Regions from separate parts of the Sus scrofa genome. Here region 2 is linked to region 1. The links are chromatin contacts, called in public HiChIP or PLAC-seq maps. All regions are on one chromosome and are shown on one strand. The core of a region is the stretch at or near the end of the contact, and the rest is flanking DNA. Distances in the headings are between cores, read along the strand shown. Region 1 overlaps LIPA (lipase A, lysosomal acid type). Region 2 has its middle 37 kb from the start of FAS.

Region 1 (7,502 bases), core at 2,758-5,257:
CCCTCAGGTGGTAGAAGGAAGTCAGGAGACCTCAATGCATCTGCCCCATAAGTACTTCTGTGCTTTCACCTCTGCAGGCCTTGGATCCTTCATCTATAAAAACAGTCAATTGGCTGGGATGATCTCAGAGTTCCCCTTTAATTGCTTAATAGCATTAAGTCCCCATCTTCTTCCTCTGTTTTGCAGAGGCCTCCTGTAGAGAATCAAGGATATGTATGTACCACCTGCTGTGAGTGAGGCCAGTTTTAGAGGAAATCTGTGGCAAATAACTCTTATCTAAAGGAATTTGTGAAAACTGCAGAGGTGTTTCTCTGATGGTTTGCATTTCCGTGGTCCAAGGCAGAGCCTGGAGCTGAGGCTGTCTCTGCACTGTCCTTCATTCCTGTTCAGGAGCAGTGTTGTCAGTGGTGCTACTTTGGCTTATTGAAGCCAGACAAACGAAAAGAGTACACACAATCCTTCACACCCAACGTGGAACCCAGCTCATCCTTGCCACTTCCCCTCCTGACTTCCTCCTCTATTAATGACACCCTCCTCCTCCTAATGACCTGGACCAGATCTGCGCAGTCTCTCTTGACTCCCAACCTCAAGGAGCTGTCAGGTCCTCTCTAGTATCCCCATGGTCTATGACTTCAGTTCAGCCCTTTCTTCCCTTTGCCAGGCCACCACCCTACTTTATGCTCTGGTGACCATTTACCTGGTCATCTGAAATAAACTCAGAAGCTGAGAGAAAGGATTTTCAAAACAGGAATAAGAAAGTTCAGTCTGCTTATCTTTTAAGAAATTAATGCTTGTAAAATTTGCATAAGAAGATAATGCCAGATATCTGTACTATTTATAAGTCACTGCAAGATACATTAAAACTTTATTCATTTATCAAGGATGAGAAGAAACTATTCCTCTTGCCCTTTTTAGTGTCATTTTTCTCAGTTTTGTGTTCTACTGTGGTGCTGCAACCTCACCCCTGGGTTCAGAGATGCTAACAAAGGCATTCTTGTCTCTGAATAGTTGCTACATTGGAGTTTCTGTGAGGGAACTAGGCTGGGGACCTGCTATTCTGCCATCTCTATTATTTCTTTATCGGCACCACATTCCTTGTGGAACTCTAGTTTAAAGCTGCGTGCTAAGCATCCTTTTGTCCTGTCACAGGGGTCTCCTCTGATTGTACGTAGAGCCTCGCTTGAGTGTCACTGGAGGTTTTTTAATGATGGCAAGGCTAGGCCACATGGCTCCTCCACCCATGCCAATTGCTTTCCTTTCTGCCAGCCTCCCTCTTCTTGTCCGGCTCATGAAGTTTTGCAGGATTAAGCTTCTTAGAGCCCAGGTGTAATTCTATGATATTGCCACTCAGTGGTCTTCATGAGCCTAATCAATGAAGATAACACTCTTCCTCGCTGTTTTGTTCTAGCTGTTGTCTGTCCTGTTTACCCTCACTTTATACAGCAGTGGACCTTCGAAGTTCACCATGGATATGTGCAGAGAACTTCATGATTCCCCAAACTAGTGATTACAGTTAGAAGCCGTGAGGTCTGTGGTATCTTTTGTAGAATTGGATAGAATACCGTATTCTCCTCATATCCCTTTCACAAGCATGAGGAGTGCTTGAGAACCATGGTTGCCAGCTACCCGTACCCACCATTTAAGAAACATTTATTATTTCCCAACTGTCCAGGTTTAAATTGGTGCCATAGCCAAATCAGGAGTGGTATAACTGATGTTGTATCTGTTATGTTAATACATATCAAAGAACTACTCTTTGACATACTCAAATCCAAGTGAGTTATTTCCCTTTTGTTAAATTCTCCCTGGGCCTCAGCTGGTCACATGCCCCTCTGGAATGGTGCTCACTCTGGCCACCGTCTTTTTTTGGGGGGCTTTTCTGGGGCGGCTCCTGTGGCATATGGAGGTTCTCAGGCTAGGGGTGGAATCGGAGCTGTAGCCACCCACCTACGCCAGAGCCACAGCAACACAGGATCCGAGCCGCATCTGTGACCTACACCACAGCTCACAGCAACGCTGGGTCCTTAACCCACTGAGCAAGGGCAGGGACCGAACCCACAACCTCATGGTTCCTAGTCGGATTCGTTAACCACTGCACCACAGCGGGAACTCCTCTGGCCACCATCTTCATTGCTATACATTCTAAAAACAATCCTTTCCATCCTTCCAGCTTAACTGCCAACTTCCCCGTTCGCTTGTGCAGGAAGGAGATGCACTTCCTCAGAACTCCCAAATGCCTCGTCGCCTCGAGGTGCTTTTCTTACTCTGCGTTGGGGTTGACTTTGTGTACTCCTCTCTCCCCACCCTCCCTCTCTGCAGCCACTCTGATGGCAGAAGCTGCATCTTTGCCTGCTTTGTATTTCTCACAGCAACCAGCAGCAACATGCCTTCTGAGTGGCTGGCCTAAGTAAGAGTTATATGGGGCAGTCTTCAAAATTGGGATTCTAAAGTGGATGAAGGCAATGGATCCTCTCTCTGGTAAGAAAAAAAGAGAGAGAGGGAGGGGGTTGGGAAGGAGAGAGGAGGGGAGGAAGGGAGGGAGGAAGAAAGGAAGGGAGGAAGGAAGGGAGGGAGGGAGGGCACCTGGGCACACAAATATTTTATATTCAGCTGCCGAGAGCTTATGGACCCAGTAAAGAATCCCCTGATATAGATAATCATTTGCCTGTCTGGTCAGACCTCTACTAATTAGGCAGCTTGAAATGTGTATTTAGAAAACTCTTGGCAACGTATGGAGTAGATATATGTTTCTAAATGTTAACAAACTTATCTATCGAGTGTTGAGCTACCCCTCATTTGCACTAACTCCACAAGAGAATTGAAGTTCAGAATCTGTTGCTTAGGGAAGTGGTTATGTTTTTCATCTGCTCAGCCTGATTTCAGAAAGTCATGGGGTGGTAGCACTAGAAGCATCTGAGTCCTGCCAGGGCCAGGGATTTAGAGAGTTTGCTTTTTTCTTTTCTTTCTTTTTTTTTTTTTTCTTTTTAGGGCTGCACCTACAGCATATGGAAATTCCTAGGCTTGGGGCCGAATCAGAGCTGCAGCTGCTGGCTTACACCACACCCACAGCAACTCGGGATCTGAGCCACTTCTTTGACCTGTTCCACAGTTCATGGCAACACTGGGTCTTCAACCCACTGAGCGAGGCCAGGGATCGAACCCACATCCTCATGGATGCTTATCTGGTTTGTTACCACAATGGGAACTCCTGGAGAGCTTGCATTTTTAGCATAACTCCCCAGTGTATTCCAAGGTAAAATCCCTGGGTTTGGGAACCCATGTTCTAGAACAACACTCTCATTTTACTGGACCAGACAGTGAGACTCAAAGAGGGAAAGGGATTTACTTGAGGTCAAAGGATAGTGGCCCAGTCAGTCTGCCATCAGATTCACTGTTCTTTGCACTGGAGTATTCGATCTTACGTAATAAGTATTGAGCAAGCTATTAATTCTGTGATAGTAAGAATATTTATTTATTTGTCTAAAATAGGGAAATAAATAAAGGCCTTGCCTAAAATACATAAAGTACCAATGATCACTTACTTCTTGCCAAACCGGGAAATAAACTGTAAAATAAAGCAATTAGCAAATGAAGCACCGGTATTGGAATACTTATGTCTGAAGAGCATTGTGTGTTTGATGGTCCAATAAGTAAAGTGCATTTTAGGCTGTTAAGTAATTGCCTTCTTGCAGAAACAGGCTATTTGAACTTTGCCTTAGGAAAGAATCATCAGGGGTTGCCCAATGAACTTTTTGTGAGTCATATTTGAAAATCTACCACGTGGCTTGTGAGCTAGGTCTTTGGGGGAAAAGTCACTGGCCTGTGGTTTTAAAAAAACATTTTTTTTTTGATTGTATATTTTAGGATTCTGACCAATTTCTGGTTTTTCTCCTCTTCCCTTTTATGTGGTTCCTAGGGAAACCATTTCCTAAATGCAGAGGCCTTGATCAGCTTGGATATAATTCCTCGCCTCCCGAAGGCCCTGGACAGATGGGCTATTAAGCAGTGCCGGGCTTGCTTGGACCTTGATGGCACTCTGGGTAGGGAGCTGTGTTCAGACCCTCTGCCTAATGAGTACCACAAGGCAGTGTCCGCTTCACAGCACAATTTGTCTCCTAACTGCAGGTGAGGGCTGGAGCAAAGCGTCAGAGTGGAAAGGAAGAGAGCACTCTGCTCAGCACCCCTCCTTCCTCCAGGGCTCCTTCTCCTCCTGCTTGAGGGCTCTTCCCTGGTCTCTGTCCTCAGCCTCAAGGTTGCTTCAGGGAGGATTTCCCCAGCTGCCCACACTCAGACAGGCTCCTGGGTGCATATTCTCATAGCTCTCTATGCATTTACTTCATAGCAGTTAAGACAGTAAATAATAAGTTATTATGCTGGTGGTGAGGTCTGTAACCTTGGTTTTCCGCAGTGGGCCTTGAGCTTTCTTCCTGCCCAAGGCTTCAGTCTACCCGCTCCTATAGTCCCGGGACCTCCTGGGGATTGGGTTGGCCAAAGCTCTGCATGTTCCTTGTTCAAGAGCACTTTGAGGCTGGACACCCAGTGGTTAAATGGGAGCACGCTCACAGCATTGGCCTTGGGTTTAAGTCCTGGCTCTGCTACTTTAACTAGCTGCATGACCTCGACAGTGTACTTGAGCTCACTAAGTTTTAATTTCTTCATCTACTAAATGAGAAGAATAATACTTGCCACTTCATAGGTGGTTGTAAAAGTTAGATGAAATAAGGCTTGTAAAGTGTGGAAAGTGCTTGATTTTGATAACCTCAAGTGTACCAGCTTCCATTGCTTAAGTTTCTGGGGATAAATACTTAGGAGATAAGCCTCTCCTTATTTCTTCTTCATGTGCATGTAAGGTGGCTGAGGCTTCCCACTAATGTGACTTGTTTATGGTGTTTGGGGCTGGTTTTTGAGACCAATTCTTCAAACTAGACATAGACTACAAAAATTCACTCAATCGCCCCCTGCTTTGGATAAATGAAAGTCTATACTCAATAATTCTTGAGTAGGGGGCCCTAGAACTGCCTCCAGGGGTCTGTTGGATGCAGACCCAGGATCTCCACATTCGATGGGCCCGCCCAGCACTGCAGAGGACTGGACACACTCACCTTTCGATGGATCCACCTTGAACATGGCTATAGATGGGCTCTATCGCAAGAGGCAAGGGAACGTCTCAAAAATGATTTCCAGGCTCTGTCCCTGGAGTTCCCGGCTCCTTAAATCAGGACTAGGGCCAGAATTTTTTTTTTTTTTTTTTTTGTCTTTTTGCTATTTCTTTGGGCCGCTTCCGCGGCATATGGAGGTTCCCAGGCTAGGGGTCTAATCGGAGCCACCGGCCTACACCAGAGCCACAGCAACTCAGGATCTGAGCCACGTCTGCAACCTACACCACAGCTCACGGCAACGCCAGATCGTTAACCCACTGAGCAAGTGCAGGGACCGAACCCGCAACCTCATGGTTCCTAGTTGGATTTGTTAACCACTGCACCACGACGGGAACTCCTTTTTTTTTTTTTTTTTTTTTTTTTTTTTTTTTGGTCTTTATAGGGCCACACCTGCGGTATATGGAAGTTCTCAGGCTAGGGGTAGAATCGGAGCTACATCTGCCGGTCTATACTGCAGCCACAGCAACACTAGATCCAAGCCATGTCTGCGACCTATACCACAGCTCATGGCAACGCTGTATCCCCCACCCATTGAGAGAGGCCAGGGATAGAACCTGCAACCTCATGGATTCTAGTCTAATTTGTTATTGCTGAGCCACAACGGGAACTCCTGAGAAATGTGTAATTTTTTTAAGTGACCCTAGATGATTATGATATAGAGCCACTTTTGGGAAATAGTGCTTGGCTTGCTTTGAAGTGACTGGGTACAAACAGGGTATTTCTCAGCACTCTTCCTCTCCCCTGCCTCTTTATTTTTGAATGAAGTTTTCTTTAGAGTTGTGATTGCAAGCAAGGACTTTGGAATGAGGCTGACTTGGGTTCTAGTTCTGGCTCACTGCTAGGTGAGTGTTCTAGGGCAGGTCACTTAACCTCTCTTCAGACACCAGTCACCTCATCTTTAACATGGGGGTGGATCTTAATAGCTCTCTGGCAACAGTGTAGTCCATGTAAAACACAACGCAGGATCAGTAGCTGTATGACAAATACTAGTAATAATGACAAATCGATCAGATGCTAGAATGCTCACTAGGGTTTATCTTAAGTAGTTGACACAGTTTCAGGAAGCTACTGGGGCCCTGGCACTTTGGGTGATCTACAGCCTGTCTTTCAGATACTTGAACCAGCTCTTGGACTTAGGGTTGTCCAGTCCCGTGGATGGTTGCAGGGAGGCCTAAAGTGAGGGGTGATCCTGACTTTGATTACTTAGCATGGGGTGGCAAGGATGCACGTGCACCCTAAGCCAGGTCCTTGTTTCCAATTTGTCTAGAAATGACTTCTGCAGAAAGACAGGGGGGCCCTTATGCCATTTACAGGCTGTCGTCTTCTTGTTTTTTTGTCTTTTTAGGCTCTACCTGCATCATATGGAGGTTCCCAGGCTAGGGGTCCAATCTGAGCTATAGCCACCAGCCTGCACCAAAGCCATAGCAATCCTAAAGGGTTTCATGTCTAGTGAGAACCAAAGTCTGTTTCATGCCAACGCCCTCATCCTTGTGATCGCCTCTTCCTCCTTCTGGTTCTTGGTTGGACCTCCCCTGATTTCGCAGTTTTTGAGTGTCATGGAGACCCCTCCAGTCACTCCCCTGGCGGAAAGGCCCAGTGCCTTGGGAAGCAGGAGGAACTTCCTCATACATCGGTCTTCTTCCTCTTGTGAGGCCGGCGGCTCAGCAGATTGATTTTTGGAGCCTGAGTAATGGCCTCCTGCGTTTCACCCACGTTGGTCCCATCAGGCTGCAGCGCCCGGGCGGGCCATCACTGGGCCGCGTCTCTGCCAGCTCTGTGCTAACTGCTTAGGTGACTGTGATGGTGGGACCAACATGGGTGAAGGTCAGTGTATGGTGCGAATATAGGAGCTTTGAGAAACCCTTCCATGGAATGTAGAGGAAGGGGTCTGGGGGTGTTTTAAGCCTTGTGCAGGAGTGAATGGCAGGTATGGGCTGAAGTAGGGGTGTTCCTAGATGTATCAGAAGCCCCTCAGCTACCATAATTGGCACACGTGCATGGTGGGCACATGCCTGAGTTGGCTGCTTGCACTTTTCTGAGCTTCCCGCTCACCCCCTGGGAAAGAGTCAGGGGCTCCTCATTGCCACTGAGAACCCAGGAGTTAATTACTGGTGGGGCTTAAAGAGTTCCCTGGTTTATCTTCAAGTTGCCAACTCCTGCATTTCTCCTTTGAAGCTTCTGAGGAGTCAGGGAGGGATGTGCAGAGAGATTTCAGGGGAATTTGAAATACTACCCATTGAGAAAAGGTAGGGAGCTGACTCCCAGCCCCCCATGAACTGGCACCTTCCTCCCCTTCGAGCCTCAGTCCTGGCCTGGCCGCCCCACTCCATCCTGCTCTCCTCT
Region 2 (7,502 bases), core at 1,626-4,125, 190 kb after region 1:
TGGACTGGGAACTTCTATATGCCACAAGTGTGGCCATAAAATGGAAAAAATAAAGAAAAGAAAAGGAAGTGAAACAATGAACCACAGAACAGAAGAAACAGCGCAAATCATATCTCTGATAAGTGCCTTGTATCCAGAATACATGAACACTAATAATTCAATAATAAAAAGACAAATAAGCCAAAAGATGGGTAATGGATATGAATAGGTATATCGCCATAGAAGATATATAATAGGTTCATTAGTCAACATCATTAGTCATTAGGGAGTTGCAAATAAAAAACCACAATGAGATATCACTTCACATCCCCATGAGATGACTATAATCAAAAAGACAGTAACAAGGGTTACGGAGAATGTGAAGGAACTGGAACCCAGTCATTGCTGCTGGAAATGCAAAGTGGTACAAGCAGTTTATAGAAAAGTTTGACAGTTCATTAAAAGCTAGTACACGAATGTGCATAACAGCATTATTCATAATAGCTAAGAAGTGTAAACAACCCGCATGTCTGCCAACAGATAAATAAAATGTGATATATCTATACCATGGAATATTATTCATCCATAAAAGGGAATGAAGTACTGACACATAATGTAACATGGATGTACCTTGGAAATATTTGCTCAGTGAAAAAAAGCCAGTCAAAAAAAGCAACATATTGCACGATTCCACTATATCTAGAATATATAAGTAAATTATATATAAGTATATAAGTAAGAAAGTAGGTAAGTGGTTACCTAGAGCTGAAAGTGAGAAAATTCATTGTTAATGTTGATGAGTATGGGTGTTTTGCAAGAGGTGATGAAAATGTTCTAAAGTTAGATTATGGTGATGGCTGCACAATTCCATGAATATACTACAAACCTTTGAACTATACACCTTTTCCCCCCTTTTCAGGGCCGCACCTGAGGCATATGGAAGTTCCTGGGCCAGGGATTGAATTGGAGCTGCAGCTGCGACATCTGCCACAGCGAAGGCAACACCAGATCCAAGTCACATCTGTGACCCATGCCGCAGCTTGTGCAACACTGGATCCTTAACCCAGTGAGCCAGAGTGAGGCCAGGGATCAAACACACATCCTCAGAGATACTAGTTGGGTTCTTAACCCACTGAGCCACAAGGGGAACTCTGAACTGTATACTGTAACTGGCAGAATTGTACAGGGTGTTAAGGAGATGGAGGGACTATTAACTCGTCTTCCGTAAACACGTGGTTCAGAGGTTTTTGTTGAAGTGAGCAATGTCCATGAAGTGCTAGACGAGCACCTGGCGCCTGAGAAATGCATGGCAATACGCTTGCACCCATTTTCAAGGAGGTGATTTGTCTCTCATTTACTACATGGATGATAGAGAAACTGATGAACAGAAAGGGCTGATTCCTAGATAAATTTACATGCAAGCTCAATTTAATAGATAATTTTAGAAGATTCAAGTCTCCTGGAAGCCCATTTCCAGGACCTCTCAGTCAGTACCTCTCAGGGGCTCTTCACCGGAATTCATTAACGGAGAACTATGTTAGGAATTTAGATGTCAGCACTGCTTCCTCTTCATTGGAGTCTGTGCATGAGAACCATCCTACATGATTTAAATTTACCCCCTTAGGTGATTCATGTGCAATCATTGCCACAGAGGTTAAATGATTGTGGTCAAAATGTCCTGCCTGACATCCTGGGTTATTCACAGGAATGAGAGACTCCAGCTCATGTGCACTCAATATGTGTTTTTATGTCCTTGGCTTGTCTTTCCCACAAGACAGTAAGCTCCCAAGTATGGGAAACTGCCCAATAGCTTCCTTCATATACCAAACAGCAAAGGTGCTCTGACTTGAGCGAGGGCATCATAAAGGACGTTAGCTGCCTGGTGTTTCAGGAAAATTCGTCTCATGTGATGGCTTCAATTAGGGTCCAGCAGACACTGTCAGTATTTGAAATTGTAATGACTATTTTGCAATCCAGTTCTTGGAAAAATAAAACATCTGAGATTTCTTAAGTTCCTCCATGAATATCAAAAGGCTCCTTATTTAGTAAAAGTTACAAAGACAAAAAAATGGGTAAAACGTAGTCCAGTTGTAGACTTGATTGTGCTTAAATCTAACTTTCAACAAATGTGTTAAGTACTTTATCTGAATAGGAAATGCCTTAAAAATACTTGTTTCATATATATATATATATATATATATATATATACACATACACATATGTACATAAAATATATATGTATATACACATACATATATAATATGTATATGAAAAAGAATAATCCTAAATAACTCCAGTGCTCACTACCTGGAGATAATAATTTAAAATTTTTCATGAATATCTGTTCATATCTCTACCTCTGTCTATTGACAGATATGGAAAGAAGCACAATTTGATATCATTCCATTGAGAAGCCGTTCCCTGATCTTCTACCCCCATCTCAGTCTAGATTAGGTTTCCCTGTTATAACCAATTCATAACACCTGTACTTTTTCTTGCTAGCCCTTATTAGAAAAGAATTCATTTTGTTAACTATGACAGGTGTTTCCCACTACATATGTCCACCACGAGATAAACTCAATGAAGGAGATAAATTGAATGAAGTAAGAACAGTGCCTATCCTCACTCATTGCTCTATCCCTAGCATTCAACTGAGTGTATTACAGTTGGAAAAATATTCAGTACATATTCCTTAATAAACTATAATATTACGCAATGTAACAGGAAAGGTCTGTGTGTATTTGTTCTCCTAAATCCCCTTAGCTGCCATCTCAATCATTTTGTCAAGTGCAATCAAGAAAGAATCACGTGGAAGCAAAGAATGCCACTAGAGCTCTCATTACAAACCATGGCACTCTGTAAACCTGAAACAAAATAGAGAAGTCACACACACACACACACACACACACACACACACACACACACACAGTTTGTGAAAAGTGAGGAGAGGCATAGGAGGCACATGGCTGAACTGAGCCTGATCTGGTTATCTTTCCTGAGTGTCAACTGAGAGACTTCTCTAGGTGGGGGTAGGCTCCCCCTCACCTAACTCCAAAACTTATGTCAAACCCAGGCCGGTTGTCAGTGAAAATTCATTGGGCTTCTGGTGAGGGGATGACTAAGAGTTCCTTGCAAGCGACACTGTTTACTGTTTCAGCACTCTCTTGAGAGGGCAAAAAAATCAGTCTAAGTTGTCAGCGAAAGATACATGAATTTGTGCAAAGCTTCATCTTCTTGGAGCCTTGGTTTCTTCATCCTTAAAATGGGTGTAATAATACCTACCTCAAAGTCTGGGAGAAAAATGCATTGATGAAAATAAAATCTAAAAGGGTTTTTGCATGGGCCAGTGTTATTACTCCTAAATGGAAGAGTAAAGTTACCTTAAACTTCTCCACATCTGAGACCCTCTGACCTCACTGTCTGCAGGAAATCATCTCAGTAACCGTCCCTATCGAAACACTTGCTCTTCTTGACAGTAAAGGCAGAAACTGAGGTAAGGCTATGAGATGATCTATCAGAACTATTACCGTTGTCATTGGTATTCTGGCTCTTTATTCAAAGCAAACTTGCCCTAGGAAATAGGAGTCTGACAAGCACTGCATATATCGCCTTCTGAAGCTGAAAAAAATCAGAAAAATCTTTGGGGAGTTCCCGCTGTGGCTCAGCAGTAATGAATCTGACTAGTACCCATGAGGATGCGGGTTCAACGCCTGGCCCCGCTCAGTGGGTTAAGGATCTGGCATTTCCATGAGCTGCAGTGTAGACTGCAGACACGGCTTGGATCTGGCATTGCTGTGGCTGTGGTGTAGGACTCCAGCTGCAGCTCCAATTCGACCCCTAGCCTGGGAACTTCCACATGCCACGGGTGCAGCCCTAAAAAGCAAAAGAAAAAAAGAAAAAGAAAAAGAGAAGTCTTTGATTGCTGCTCTCAGATAAGAATTAGCTGGCATTACATTTCCTTTTCTGGCTGTGCGGAATTAAAATCTGCAGCTTCACTTGCATGTTTTAGTACTAAGATATACAGCTTCATGAAAGAAGCCAGATGTACGGGACCACATATTACGTGATTCGGTTTATAGGGAATGTCCAGAAGAGTTAAACCCTTAGAGACACAAAGCAGATTGGTGGTTTCCAGGGGCTGGAGGGAGAAGACAGGGAGAAGTGACCTCTTAATGGATGAGGGTTTTCTGCGGGAGCAATGAAAATGTTTTGGAATTAGATAGAGGTGGTGGTTGCACAATGTTGTGAATGTACTAAATGCCACCGAACTGAACACTTTCAAGTGGGTAATGTTATGTGAACTTCATCTTGATTGAAAACAAAAAGGGAGGGGTGAAGAAGGGGACTTTCCAAATTCTATGTTCTTGAGAAAGTCCTTTCTCAGTGAAAAGATGAGTAAGGTGTGAGGCATAGGTCAATTCCTAGAAAAGTGGGAGTGAAAAAAATGTCTAAGGGCAGAGTGTGCTCTGCACAAGAAGGCCTTGGCAGGAGTGGGTGTGGAAACTGCTGCATAGAGACCACCCTTGTTTCCTGCTTCCGGGTTCTACCAATTCAACAAATGAGCTTTGCAGACCCTCCCACGTGCAATCAAATCCATTGATTATTTATTGTGCATCTCCTACTGTTAGAATCTCACTTCTACCAAGAGTAGAGCCTTTGGCTATTTTATTAACTTCTTAGTGAAGGGCCTAAAATGGCACCTGACTCATAAAGAGGAAGTGTTCAATAAGAGTTTGCTGGAAGAGTAAAAAGTCTGTAGTTCCATTTAAGTACCTTCCTTTCTCTAGCAGTGCGAAGTCTGAACACAGTTCAAGCGAAGCAAATTGCTACAGCCGTTTCTGAAAAGTTTGCTAACAGCCCTGTCTCCTGTTGCCTAAGATGAGAGTAGAAATGCCCACATCCAGGTGCAGGGATTGTCACATCCAGGCTATTCCAGGCTGGCCAGGTACCCCAGAGGCCAGAAGGCGTATCTCTCCTTCTCTGCTCACTTTGTCAATCAGACCCTCTCTGCCAGGGCAACAGCTCAGTGGAAGAGCATCCTCTGAGGAGCAGAGGGCCAAGTCTTTTGCTTAGAAACTGAAAATCCTGCCAGTACTAGTCAAAAAATCCTGGTAGTCTGGTGACAGCCATGGTGTGAGAAATCTCCAGGAGATCTGTGGAATTTCATTGCTAAGCTTCTTGCATAACTGTCTCATCTGCTTAATGAAGCCCATGAGTCAGCCATTACCAGAGGGCACTGGGTCATTTATTTGGAAGCAAAGAGAAGCCCATGGGAGTTCAAAGGCAAAGTTCAAGGCGACTCTGTTGAGCTAAGTCCTATCACCTAATAATCTGCATAAATTATCTGTGACTTTTAGGGATGCTCTGCAGACTGTCCTCAGTCCGATGATCACCCAAGACATACTTCCCAGAACTTGCTGGGAATATAAAAGGATGGAAAAAACCCACAAAATTCTGCCTTTTATTAGTTAATCTTGGAATAGAAGAGACTTTGTAAAGCTTTTTATTCAAAAGAGAAAATACGTACCATTTTAAGGGAAGTTAAGGATAACTTCTGTGCCTTAGTCTCTTTCCTGCCATAGCATGTATTTGCATAATGCAGTGTCCTAAATTGTGGCCCAAGTGCCTTCAGCATCACAGTTATCAAGGGTGCTTGGTGATACACACATTCCCAGACTTACTTACCGAACATCTCCAGGAGCAGGACTTGGGAAATACGCATTTTAAATGTTTCCTCAAGTGATTCTTACACACATTAATAGTTAAGAACCAGTGTCATAGTACATTCTAATTTATTACACTTGCAGGTGTATATTCTTCTTATTCCTGTCAATTAGATAAAGGACAGGCGAGATGTGTCTTTCATTTTACAGGTGAGGAAACGGAAATCCAGAGATGTTAAATTCAAGGTCATAAATTAATTTGTGTCAGAGCTACTATTTGAACTTGAATTTACCTGGTTCTAGATAGAACCCTTAACCTACTACTCCATGCTGTGCTGTGCCTCTACTGGAAAAAAAAATGAATTAAAACATGAACTGACTGGAATATGTTTCTGTAGGGATAACAGTCTTTTATGCAAGCAGGGCAGTCAGAGGAGAAACACTGCCACCTTGTGGCCAGCTGGAAGCAAAGCATAGCCTCTTTAAGGAACAAGGGATCATATCCTCTTGGACCTTGATGAACGGTGCTGGATGTATTTGCACCTTGATGTACTGACTTGATGGATTGTACATTGAGCTGTCCTCATTCTCCACTGATGCATTTGAAGGACTAGTTGACTAATCCTTTGACCTCTGGCCTTTGGTTTTGTATCTGAGATATTTTTCCTCCTAGCTGAAGTTAATTTACTCATCTAGAGCAGACACCAGATCATTAATGCCAGTAGATCCAAGGGACCCTAATGAAATACTTTTTGGGGCCAGAATACCGTGGATCTCTAGATCCTTGGTGTTTTTTTTTTTTTTTTTTTGCTTGTTTTGGCTTTTTAGGGCCACACTTGAGGCATATGAAAGTTCCCAGGCTAGGAATTGAATCAGAGCTACAGCCACACCAATGAGGGATCCAAGCAATGTCTGCAACCTACACCACAGCTCATGGCAACACCGGATCTCTGACCCATTGAGCAGCGAGGCCAGGGATTGAACACACATTCCGATGGATACCAGTCAGATTTGTTTCTGATGTGCCACAACGGGAACTCCCTGCTCTATTTTTTAAATTTAAAACTATTTTTGCCATAGTTATAAAATCTTTCTGATGAAACCAATGTGAGAAGGGAATACAGAGGATGGAGGGAAGGAAGAAAGATGGCGAAGAGGGGTCAATGAGAGGGGTGGGCACCTGGAAGGTAATCCCTCCCTTCAAACATTCTTATGGAAGAAAAGAAGTTAGGGTTTGGCCTTAACTTTATTGATAGTGTTTCCAGACAGATACTTGACTTGGTGGTTAGAAATTAAATGTAAGACTTCTAAGCAAAATCTGTGCAAGTCTCTTTATATTCACTTAGTTTCAGAGTAAACTGATCACTTCCTCTTTAAAAATGCAAAGTCAGTAGTCTCAGAGCATAGTAATTATTCCCACCAGAGTGATACCAAGTGACCAACAACTTAACAGTTGGTTTACAATATTCCCAAGTATTTAGCAATTGACTCTTGTGAACTGGTATAAGTAGGCTTTGCTGTACCATGGAGCTGTGACTTTGGACTGCCTGTCCTATAAGGTACCACGTTTTCCTCTTGTTGTTTTGAGTGGGTACCCAAAACATCCTAGCACTCCTACCCAGAACCCAGAAGCCTTTTTTTTTTTCTTTTTCTTGTCTTTTTGCCATTTTCTTGGGCCGCTCCCATGGCATACGGAGGTTCCCAGGCTAGGGGTCGAATTGGAGCTGTAGCTGCCAGCCTACGCCAGAGCCACAGCAACGCCGGATCCTTAACCCACTGAGCAAGGCCAGGGATCGAACCTGCAACCTCATGGTTCCTAGTCGGATTCGTTAACCACTGAGCCACGATGGGATCTCCACA

Evidence for each region. HiChIP or PLAC-seq counts read pairs in DNA pulled down with a chosen protein or histone mark.
Region 2: a contact with region 1 is called in an H3K27ac HiChIP or PLAC-seq map of alveolar macrophages. The contact joins two enhancer-like sites. A contact is called at or near these places in 1 of 5 promoter capture datasets (liver), 12 of 47 Hi-C or Micro-C datasets (alveolar macrophages, embryonic fibroblasts, epiblast stem cells and 8 more) and 2 of 2 datasets of contacts at active chromatin or transcription factors (alveolar macrophages and skeletal muscle).

What each region holds. Positions count from the first base shown.
Region 1 is chr14:101,149,091-101,156,592 of Sscrofa11.1, reverse strand. All of the region lies in intron 2 of LIPA (lipase A, lysosomal acid type), which reads left to right. Among named protein-coding and RNA genes, the nearest start is that of LIPA, 9.3 kb to the left of the region's middle. Within about 2 kb of position 4,007, at least 16 of the 83 cell types and tissues checked have an H3K27ac peak or open chromatin away from gene starts, as enhancers often do. A contact at or near this core is called in alveolar macrophages, where this site is marked.
Region 2 is chr14:100,960,819-100,968,320 of Sscrofa11.1, reverse strand. No RefSeq gene overlaps it. Among named protein-coding and RNA genes, the nearest start is that of FAS, 37 kb to the right of the region's middle. Within about 2 kb of position 2,875, at least 5 of the 83 cell types and tissues checked have an H3K27ac peak or open chromatin away from gene starts, as enhancers often do. A contact at or near this core is called in alveolar macrophages, where this site is marked.